Linked DNA regions of Sus scrofa: region 1 is linked to region 2. A link is a contact called in public HiChIP or PLAC-seq data. All regions are on one chromosome and are shown on one strand. Each heading gives the region's core, a stretch centred on a gene start, on an enhancer-like site or on the middle of the called end of the contact. The rest is flanking DNA. Distances are from core to core; before and after follow the strand shown.

Region 1 (5,804 bases), core at 2,357-4,856, 38 kb before region 2:
TTTTTGCTTTTTTTTTTTTTTTTTAAGGGCCACACCAGCAGCACATGGAGGTTCCCAGGCTAGAGGTCAAATCAGAGCTACAGCTGCCAGCCTATGCCACAGCCACAGCAACACAGAATCCGAGCCATGTCTACGACCTACACCACAGCTCACTGAAATGCTGGATCCTTAACCCACTAAATGAAGCCAGGGCTCGAACCCACATCCTCATGGTTCCTAGTCAGTTCGTTAACTGCTGAGCCATGAAGGGAACTCCTCTAGTCGAATATTTTTTTAAAATCTGGCCAGTTCTCTTATGGAGCAGCAGGTTAAGGATCCCGCATTGTCACAGCAGTGGATTGGGTTGGTGCTATGGCATGGGTTCAATCCCTGGCCCAGGAACTTCCAAAAGAAAAAAAATAAAATGTTAAATTCTGTTTAAAAATTAAAAAAAATAAAATCCGTTGGTTTACTCCCACTTTGCCGATGGGGAAAAAGAGCCTGGGAACCTCCATATGCCGCAGGTGTGGCCCTGGAAAAAGACAAAAAGACAAAAAAAAAAAATTTTTTTTTGGCTGCACTCATAGCCGATAAAGGCTCTCAGGCCAGAGACAGAATCCGAGCCACAGCTGAGACCTGAGTTGAGCCGATGCAGTGACAACACTGGATTCTTAACCCACTGCGCCACAGTGGGAACTCCTTATGATATCTTACTTCAGGTAACAATGCTGGATAAATGTTAGATCTTCATAGAAGCACTTTTCCTCTGGAATACCATAAACTCTTAAAGGCAGGGATGCCCCATTTTTCTCTGTCTTGCTCTCAGCACCTACCACTGTGGTTTGAAATCAGAAGGCTCAGTAAAATGTGTTGAAGAAATGAAGGGTTGACCGAGTGAATGAAAGAATGCCTTTTATTTCTCTTTTTCAGCTTCAGCTCCTCCCTGGCCTTGGAGGTGGCTGGGGAAGGGATACCTGTCACTCAAGCCTGGCCCTAGGAAAGGAAAACAGGTTTGTCGTGGAAGGAAATTGAAGATGCAGCATTTCTATTGGAGATTTACTCTCAATTTCCTATCAGATGCTGAGAGTTTCCAGAGGGGAGTGGAGGAGCCTGTCTTACTCATTTTTTTTTCTTTTTACCGCTCAGCAAGAGGCTTGGTACCAGCTCTAGAGATGCTCTGGAGGTAGAGGTGGGGAGAGGTGAAGGAGCAGCACCTCAGGCTTAGTTTGGGCCCCACAGAGCTGGAAGGGATTTTCCCATCCCTGGACTGCTTGGGGGGGGTGAAAGTGGACTTGGGAATGGAATAGAAATAAAATGGAGAGCTAAGGCATAGCCCCCTAATTTTGAAGAAAAGCTTTCTTTCTAAAGTAGTGAAAAAGTCAGCCTCCTTAGGAGATGAGAATTTCCATGTTGTAAAGAATCTGAAAATCTATATGTCAGCCACTCAAGGAAAAAATTGAATCCTGTCCAACCTGGATCCATTGTTTGTATCTACTACTTAGAATTGTCTTTCCTTCTTACTATTACTTCCTTCTGTTTCTCTTAGATTTCGCTTTGTTGTTGTGTTCTTGATTTTTTTATTTTTAAGGCAATCCTTTTCTAGATTGGATCAGGAAATGGCTTGCCAGGCTGGGAGGATTTGGCCCACACAGAGCCAAAGGGGTTTCTAAACTCAATTTTCTTTCTTCTTTTTAAGCATCTCCCCCACCCCACCCCACCCCACCCTACCCCACCCCAAGAGACAATAGAAATAAAAGTAATTGATCCATCATCCAGTACCCGCCCCAGGAACTTTACAGGCAAATTCCCCTTCTCATTCCCAGAATCCAAGAAGGGGGAAAAAAGAAAACCTTTCTAAAGTAGCCTGAACCCTGCTGACCCAACCAGGTGAGAGGAGAGAGAGAGAGAGAGAGAGAGAGAGAGAGAGAGAGAGAGAGAGAGAGAGAGAGAGAGAGAGAGACAGAGTCTGTGTGTGTGTGTGTGTGTGTGAGAGAGAGAGAGAGAGGAGAGAGAGGTTGGGGGGGGAAGAAGGGGAGTTAAGTTAATCCACCACAGCCCCCAGCCTCCTCCCTCGCCACACACACACCACCCTTTCTGGTGTAGAATCGCTTAAGATTTGGGTAAAACTCTCCTCTCTCCCAGGAGACGATATCTGGAAGCTTTTAGGGGCGGAGGCAGAGGTGGAGAGAGAGGAGGAAAATCCTCCCAACCGGCCTAAAAGAGTCATCTCTTCACTCAAAACTGCTCGTCACCCCCCACCCTCCACCATTAACCTTCGATTAAGACCTCCTCGTTACGGCAACTAAACTTTACTTTGCATAATTAAGATTTGCCTCGGAAGAAGGGGGAGGGAGAAGCCGAAGCTCGGGGTGATTCTTCTTCACCTCACCCCCTCCCAGCCCCGCCCCAACCCTCCAGCCCAGGGCCTCTGAGTTCCTGAGTTTTCTCACTTTGAGGTGCCACCGAACACAAAGAACCATAATGGGCTCCTTTGTGCTCGCTACGGGGCAATTACGCCCCGGAGTCCAGGCCCCTTTAAGAGTCTCTTAAAGAGACAGGCTCTCATTTTTTTCAGAGGGTTATTTAAGGGTGCACATGGGGGAGGGGCGAGGCAAACCCCTAGGTGTGTATAAATAGGGTGATGCGAAACTTCTGTCTGGATTCTTTGAGAAGGGACTGAGAGAAAAGTCTTTGTAAACAGTTTTGTTTTTTTCAATCTCTCCCTTAAAGCATTTTTTTTTTCAAACTTAAGATTTTTTTTTTTAATTTGATCTAAAAAATTGGACTGGAATAGGTGGGGTTCGAGGAGCAGGGGCGGAGGCAAGGATTTAAAGAAGCCCTACCCGGGAGAGCACCATGGCCCCCGGAGGAAAAGTGATTCAGGGTTGTGTGACTCGGGGCCGCCGCACATCTGTGGAACATTTATCTCTGGATCTCTCCGCCGCGACTCCGGAGAAATCCCGTGCTAGGCAAAAAGCCCTAATATAATAATAGCTTGTCTCTTTAAAAAGCCAAAGGAGGGGGGGAAAGTTTTGTTGGCATCTGGTTTCTGATCTTATTATGTTGTGGTCGACCAATCCAGCCCTCGGGGCTGGTCCTTGGGTTTAAATCTCATTGGCCGAGAGAACATTTTGGGACGGTGCTTAGAGCTCGACGGGGCGGTTTCAAGGATCCCTTTTTTGGGGGGCTGAGGAGAGGGCGGGGCCGCCGGCGGGGGCCCCCTTGAAACCGACTAATTGGGATCGGAGAGGCCGAGGTGAGGGCTGGAGGAAGGCACAAAGGAGTCGCTGGGCGGAGAAGGGAGGGGAGAGGCGAGAGGAGGAGGAAGAGGAGGAGAGAGGGCAAGCCGCGCGCGGTGTCTCTGGCGGCTCAGTCCGACCTCGGCGAGCTAGCGGGCGGGCACGCCGCCCCCCTCCCCCGCCCGGCCTCCCCAACTCTGCGGCCGCGAGCAAAGTTTGCAAAGAGGCGCGGGAGGCGGCTGCCGCGGCGAGGCGGCGGCGGGGAAGGCGCGCGGTCTCCGGGCTGGGGGCGGGGGCGGGGGGGGCGCCCGGGAGCCGGGTGGGGGGCGGCGGCCAGCATGCGGCCCCGCAGCGCCCTGCCCCGCCTGCTGCTGCCGTTGCTCCTGTTGCCCGCCGCCGGGCCGGCCCAGTTCCACGGGGAGAAGGGCATCTCCATCCCGGACCACGGCTTCTGCCAACCCATCTCCATCCCGCTGTGCACGGACATCGCCTACAACCAGACGATCATGCCCAACCTTCTGGGCCACACGAACCAGGAGGACGCGGGCCTGGAGGTGCACCAATTCTACCCGTTGGTGAAGGTGCAGTGCTCGCCCGAACTGCGCTTCTTCCTATGCTCCATGTACGCACCCGTGTGCACCGTGCTGGAGCAGGCCATCCCGCCGTGTCGCTCCATCTGCGAGCGCGCGCGCCAGGGCTGCGAGGCGCTCATGAACAAGTTCGGTTTCCAGTGGCCGGAGCGCCTACGCTGCGAGCACTTCCCCCGCCACGGCGCGGAACAGATCTGCGTGGGCCAGAACCACTCCGAGGACGGGGCGCCCGCGCTGCTCACCACCGCGCCGCCGCCGGGCCTGCAGCCGGGTGCTGGGGGCACCCCGGGCGGCCCGGGCGGCGGCGGCTCGCCCCCGCGCTACGCCACGCTGGAGCACCCGTTCCACTGCCCGCGCGTCCTTAAGGTGCCGTCCTATCTCAGCTACAAGTTCCTGGGCGAGCGCGACTGCGCGGCGCCTTGCGAACCCGCGCGGCCCGACGGCTCCATGTTCTTCTCTCAGGAGGAAACGCGTTTTGCGCGCCTCTGGATTCTCACCTGGTCAGTGTTGTGCTGCGCCTCCACCTTCTTCACCGTCACTACGTACCTGGTGGACATGCAGCGCTTCCGCTACCCGGAGCGGCCCATCATCTTTCTGTCCGGCTGCTACACTATGGTGTCGGTGGCCTACATCGCGGGCTTCGTGCTCCAGGAGCGCGTGGTGTGTAACGAGCGCTTCTCCGAGGACGGCTACCGCACAGTGGTACAGGGGACCAAGAAGGAGGGCTGCACCATCCTCTTCATGATGCTCTACTTCTTCAGCATGGCCAGTTCCATCTGGTGGGTCATCCTGTCGCTCACCTGGTTCCTGGCGGCGGGCATGAAATGGGGCCACGAGGCCATTGAAGCCAACTCGCAGTACTTCCACTTGGCCGCGTGGGCCGTGCCCGCCGTCAAAACCATCACAATCCTGGCCATGGGCCAGATTGACGGCGACCTGCTGAGCGGCGTGTGCTTCGTGGGCCTCAACAGCCTGGACCCGCTGCGGGGCTTCGTGCTGGCGCCGCTCTTCGTGTACCTGTTCATAGGCACGTCCTTCCTCCTGGCCGGTTTCGTGTCCCTCTTCCGCATCCGTACCATCATGAAGCACGATGGCACCAAGACCGAGAAGCTGGAGAGGCTCATGGTGCGCATCGGCGTCTTCTCGGTGCTCTACACGGTGCCCGCCACCATCGTCATCGCCTGCTACTTCTACGAGCAGGCCTTCCGAGAGCACTGGGAGCGCTCGTGGGTGAGCCAGCACTGCAAGAGCCTGGCCATCCCGTGCCCGGCGCACTACACTCCGCGCATGTCGCCCGACTTCACGGTCTACATGATCAAATACCTCATGACGCTCATCGTGGGCATCACGTCGGGCTTCTGGATCTGGTCCGGCAAGACGCTGCACTCGTGGAGGAAGTTCTACACCCGTCTCACCAACAGCCGGCACGGCGAGACCACCGTGTGAGCCTGCGCTCCTGCGCTGCGTCCCCGGCCCCGGGCCCGCACCGCGCGCTCTGCCCGCGGGGGTGGGGGTGGGGGCTCCTACAGACTCCTTATTTTATTTTTTTAATAAAGAACAATCGAAACCATTTCTTTTTTAGGTCGATTTTTAAAGAGAACTCTGCCCAACACCCCCGCCAGGTTTGTAATTAAAACTGTAAATAGTCTTTGTAAATTTAATTATATATTTTCTATTTAAAAGAAAAAGAAAAAAAAAAAAAAAAAGAGCAGCCAGGGGCGCCAGGCTGAGGAATGGGGGGAGGAATTTGAGGGGTTTCTCTCCTTCTCTTCGGTGCGCTTTCCGGCACCCGCCCCCCAACTTCAGTTTGAATATTTTGATTTGACAGGGCTGGGCCTGCTGGAAGAGGTGCTGGCTGTGAGGGGTGGGGAGTTACTTTCAACCTTAAAAGCCAAATTTGTGAGCCTGCTCCCTGACGCTGAGGCCTGTGGAAGCTGTTGGATATTCCTGAACGAGACTTGGATTCGTTTTGTTTCATTTTGTTTGATTTCTCTTT
Region 2 (5,418 bases), core at 2,100-4,599:
TAGGCTACTTCCCAACTGATCTGTGTCTCCTTCGTAGCAAAAAGGATCCACCTTTGTGAATGTGCACAGAAGGGTTTACAAGAAAGGGGTTGAGCCCCTTTCCAGGGTGGCGGTTCAGGCAGAAAGACAATAGCAGCTCCCACCCCTGCCCACCTAGGCGTGTGTGGAGAAAGCTGACCCCCTCTGAAAGTGAGTCCGGCCTGTCTCTATTAGAGAGGTGGGGGAGGGGGCTGGGGATTTATCTGTACCCCTTAAAAGAGACCCTCTGCCCTGTAAGAAGGCCCCCCTCCGCTCTCCCCTCTGACTCCACTCTGGCTGTTTCTAGCCCTCATATCCTCTCCCTGAAGGCCATCTGCCTTCCTGCCTTCTTTTTTTTTTTTTTTAATCTTAATTATTGTTTTACATGTAATCACCAAGTCTTGAGTAATTGGATCCTAAAGAGCTAGTGAGGTCTCCGCAGGCTGAGCTGACTTTCACAAAGGAACAAAACAAAACAAGGGAGGGAGCCACTCGCAGAGACCCAGACACGTGCTTACACACTTACACACACACAGCCGGAGCCCTACACAGGAATAAAGCACACGGGTGTGCCACACAAACCCCCAGGCACACGCGCTTAGATACATACACACGCTGTCTCAAACACAAATGTCTACACACACACATACACACACATTCAATGCTAACAAAGAAATCCCAAAGCAGCACGTGTGTGCGTGCGCACACTCGCACACACACACACACACACACACACACACACACGGACTTACAGGAGGCCTGATGACTGTACTTCAAGCTTCACCTCCCAACCCAAGCCCAAAAATCTGTCTCCAATTATCTGGCCTGTGTTGGGAGCAACAGGAAATCCAGAGCTGCCTCTGTCTTCTGGGGGAGATGCCGGGATTTCAGCCATGTCTCCATCTTTGGCAAACAAAAGCCTTCTGGTCTTGCCTCCTTCTCCTTGCTTCCAAGGCAGCTGGGGCTAGGAGGGTGTGGGTGTGGGGAGGAGGGGGGTATAAAACTGAGCCTAAGAACATCTTGGGAAAGAACAGCCTGGGAAAGCAGCCAGGGGTCTCTGAGCCCTGAACGTGAGCCTTTCCGCCTTCCCCCAAGACACGAACCAGGGCAATTGCCTGGGTCAAGGAGAAGGGCCTACAGCGGGGACCTCGGAATCAGTCATGACCGTAGACCCTGGCCCTATGGGGTGACAGAGCAGCGCAGGGCCATGGCCACCAGACCTGCAATCAGAAGACCTGGGCTCAGGTCCCAAATCTGCAGCGAGCTAGCTGCCCGTGTTTCACGTCTCAGAGCCTCACTTTGAAAATGGGGGTAAGACAGCAACATGCTTTACAGGGTAGATGTGAGCGGTGTGAGCGAGCTGGTCCAAGTGCATATGGAGCTGTTGGCCAGGGAGTGGTGTCCCAACCTGCGGGAGCGGCCAAGCTCCCCCCACATTGGAGGCTCCCCTTGTTTCCTCCAGATACACTTGGCTGTTTCCACAGAAGGGAAAGTCCTGTTTCAAGAAACCCGGGTCGGCTCCTTCATCCTTTGTCAGCTGGAGTCTCTCGGGCTTGCAGCTTTCTTTCTCGACCGCACAGCCACTGCCCACCACGCCCACTCCCCCTGTTCCTCATGTCGTCTGAAGCCAACGGAAGTGCTTTGGGGGTAAAGACCACTGGATTTGGGGGTCTTTTTTTGGTATGTTGCTTTTTAGGGCCACACCGGCGACATACAGAGGTTCCCAGGCTAGGGGTCAAATTGGAGCTGCAGCCCACAGCCCACACCACAGCCACAGCAGCACCAGATCCTTAACCCACTGAGCGAGGCCAGGGATCAAACCCACAACCGCATGGCTCCTTGTCAGATTCGCTTCTGCTGCGCCACAACGGCAACTCCAGGATCCTGTTTTTCAAGACACCTAACCCAGGGGCAGCTTCCCCCCTTCCACCCAGAGTGCATTTCCCCGGACCACGGACCCGCTGCCTGCTGTTGCTTGGGAGAGGGTTAGAAATCGTGAGCACATACCTGCGACGGGCCCCACCAGGGCTTTTCTTTTTTTAAACTTTTTATGAGTAAAGTATAGTTGATTTACAAGGCTCTGTCAATAGGGCTTTAAGGAAGGAACTTGGGAACGATTCCTGCCACTATGCCAGCCATTCCCTGAGCATCAGTGTTTTGGAGGATTTGCTGTGAGAAAGAGGATTTCACTGCTTTGCATCTAAGTTCCCCCATCAGACCGGGAGTTCCCAGAGACCCAACTCGGTCTCCGCCCCCCCTCAAGACAGGGAATTCTGGGTCACCCTCTCAACCCTCCAGTTCAGTCCAGGTCGGTTCTGGCCCAAGCACACGAGGAGAGACAGTGCGACGCGCTAGACCTGCCGAGGGACACGATTCACTTCGGGAAATGCTCCTGCCGCGGCCTCTGGAGTGGGACGGGCGCGTTCGAGGTCCAGACCTCAGCGGACACTCAAACTGGAGGGAATCCGAAGCCCACGGAGTAAGATGGGAAAGGAAGACGTTCGCCTCCTCTCTGCTTCAGGCTGCGGGAGATCCGAGGGGCTGCGGTGGAGGATGGGGAGCAGTTGGACGACGCGGGGAGGTGGGGCGAGGAGGAGAGAGGAGGGAAAAAAGAGCGCTAGTGAGGACCACAGGGTCAAGGAACAGTCTTCTTTTTCTTTTTCTTTTTTTTTTTGTCTTTTTGCTTTTCCTAGGGCCGCACCCACGGCACATGGAGGGTCCCAGGCTAGGAGTCCAATCGGAGCGACAGCTGCCAGCCTACACCAGAGCCACAGCAACGCGGGATCCAAGCCGAGTCTGCGACCTCCACCATAGCTCACGGCAACGCCGGATCCTTAACCCACTGAGCAAGGCCAGGGATCGAACCTGCAACCTCATGGTTCCCAGTCGGATTGATTCACCACTGAGCCACGATGGGAACTCCTCAAGGAACAGTCTTGACCACGGGGAAGAAAATAATGAGAGTCCCTTGGGGGGCCCTGCTGGATGCTCACTAACTCCAGAACTGGGGTTTGGGTCCCACAGCCGGTCAGCAGAGCCCAAATGTTTGGAAGAGGAAGGGTCAGGGGTTCAGACACGACCCTCCTCTCTTGAAAAGCACAAAGAGGACAGCTTTGCTCACCCCCGCTGCAGGCGCCCAGCACATGACCTTTTAACATGCGGGGTCAAGGGGCCGGAAGGAGTCCAGGTCGGAAACGAAGAGGTCCCAACTCTGCCGGCCCAACCTGGCCCTCAGAGGATGGCTCGGGGGTCCCCTCACAGTCCAGGCGGCCCTCCTTTGAAGGCCGGGCTGAGAGGTTCAGCTTTCCAGACTGCGGCGGGAGTGAGTCACGGTCTAACAATGTGATCTGTCAAGTGCTGCCGCTCCCTGGGCTGCGTGTACCCACAGCCTCCCGCGTCTGGATGCTTACTGGGCGTTCCTCACGCTGAACAAAACTCAGAGATCCTGCCTTGGCTTTTTCGGTGCCCTCCCCACCGTCCCCAGTTCCCGTCATTACATTCAGGGGAGCCCATCTGATGGGGGCACCCAGCCAAAGTGATGGGTCAGAAGCGAAAAATGCTAGAAATGTGGGGCCACTTTTCCAGAATTTGAGTCCAGACTCTTCTTTTTTCTTTTTTCTTTTTTGTCTTCTTAGGGCTGCACATGGAAGTTCCCAGGCTAGGGGTCGAATCAGAGCTATAACTGCCAGCCTACATCACAGCCTCAGCAGCGCCAGATCAGAGCCATGTCTGTGACCTACACCACAGCTCACGGCAATGCCAGATCCTTTAACCAACTGAGCAAGGCCACGGATCGAACCAGCCTCCTCATAGATATTGGTCAAATTCTTAACCTGCTGAGCCACCATGGGAACTCCCTGGGTCCAGACTCTTAAGGAATTAAGAAATAAGGCGGGGAGTTCCCGTCTCAAGGATGTCTTAAGTTCCACGTCTTGAGGACACAGGTTCAATCCATGGCCTCGCTCAGTGGGTTAAGGATCCGGCGTTGCTGTGAGCTGTGGTGTGGGTCACAGACATGACTCAGATCCCGAGTTGCTGTGGCTATGGGGGGAGGCCGGTAGCTATAGCTCTGATTCAGCCCCTAGTCTGGGGACCTCCGCATGCCCCAGGCACGGCCCTAAAAAGACATTTACACACAAAAATACAGGAGCTCCCATCGTGGCTCAGCAGGTTAGGAACCTGACTAGTATCCACGTGGGTGGGGTTTCAATCCCTGGCCTTGCTCAGTGGGTCGAAGACCCAGCATTACCAAAAGCTTCGGTGTAGGTGGCAGATGCAGCTTGGATCCTGTGATGCCGCGGCAGCTGCAGATCCAATTCGACCCCTAGCTTGGGAACTTCCATAAGCCACAGGTGCCGCCCTAAAAAAACATAAATAAATACATACATACATATATACATACATGAAAGGAAGAAAGTGTAGTTGGTTTACAATGTTGTGCAATTTATGCTGTACAGCAAAGTGACCCAGTCATGCATATATACAATCCTTAACCCACTGCACTATGCACCATGGTGGAAATTCCTACTCCCACTTTTAATTTATGCTAGCTTACATTTTCTGTATCTTTTAAGCCTCTTAGAAATCCATTACCCCAAACAAGGCCAGGTATAAATAACATTTTTTAAAATTTAATTTGCAAAACATTCTCAAGAATGTTTTCTCTTTTGGTGCTAAGAATAGCCCACGTGGAAGGTAGAGAAGGTGAAGCTATTTCTATTTTTAGGCTAAAAGAGATTAAGGGACTCAGTCAAGGTCATCTGGCTATTGGATGTGGAGTAAGAACTCAAACTGGGGAAGTTCCCATCGTGGCTCAGCGGAAATGAATCCCACTAGGAACCATGAGGTTGCGGGTTCGATCCCTGGCCTCGATCAGTGGGTTAAGGATCCGGCATTGCCGTGAGCTGTGGTGTAGGTTGCAGACATAGCTCAGATCTGGCGTTGCTGTGGCTGTTGTGTAGGCCGGCAGCTGTAGCTCCAACTAGACTCCTAGCTTGGGAACCCCCCTATGCCTCGGGTGTGGCTCTAAAAAGACCAAAAAAAAAAACCCTCAAACTGAGGTCTTGGAACTCCAAGGTTCCACTCCTTCCTCTGTGGAAGGCACCAGAAGAAAGCCTTGAAGGCCCGGGTTGTCTGCCTCCAGCCTGGCCAGGGCACACACCACCTCCCAAGGATGCAGATGGAAATTTTAATGGAGAGGTTCCCCTGCCATCTGCTGAGTTGGGGAGGCCAGAGCCGCAGGGGAAGAGGAAGGCGGCTTTCCATTTCCTTTTCCTGCCCTCATTCCGTCCAAGAACGCAAGGTGAACATCTGGTCCTCCTTCCAGTCAGACGTGTAACCACCACACCTCCCCTCAGAAAAAGAGCAGACAGGACAGTTTTCTCCAAAGCCCCAGGCACA

The links. HiChIP or PLAC-seq counts read pairs in DNA pulled down with a chosen protein or histone mark.
Region 1: an H3K27ac HiChIP or PLAC-seq map of skeletal muscle shows a contact between it and region 2. The contact joins the promoter of FZD2 here to the enhancer-like site in region 2. A contact is called at or near these places in 8 of 47 Hi-C or Micro-C datasets (embryonic fibroblasts, epiblast stem cells, fetal skeletal muscle and 4 more) and 1 of 2 datasets of contacts at active chromatin or transcription factors (skeletal muscle).

Annotation. Positions count from the first base shown.
Region 1 is chr12:18,740,103-18,745,906 of Sscrofa11.1, reverse strand. It overlaps FZD2 (frizzled class receptor 2), which reads left to right and starts at 3,606. Exons shown (of 1, transcript NM_001195339.1): 1 at 3,606-5,490. The coding sequence starts at 3,606. The coding sequence ends at 5,254.
Region 2 is chr12:18,702,367-18,707,784 of Sscrofa11.1, reverse strand. No RefSeq gene overlaps it. Among named protein-coding and RNA genes, the nearest start is that of FZD2, 37 kb to the left of the region's middle. Within about 2 kb of position 3,349, at least 27 of the 83 cell types and tissues checked have an H3K27ac peak or open chromatin away from gene starts, as enhancers often do. A contact at or near this core is called in embryonic fibroblasts, omental adipose tissue and skeletal muscle, where this site is marked.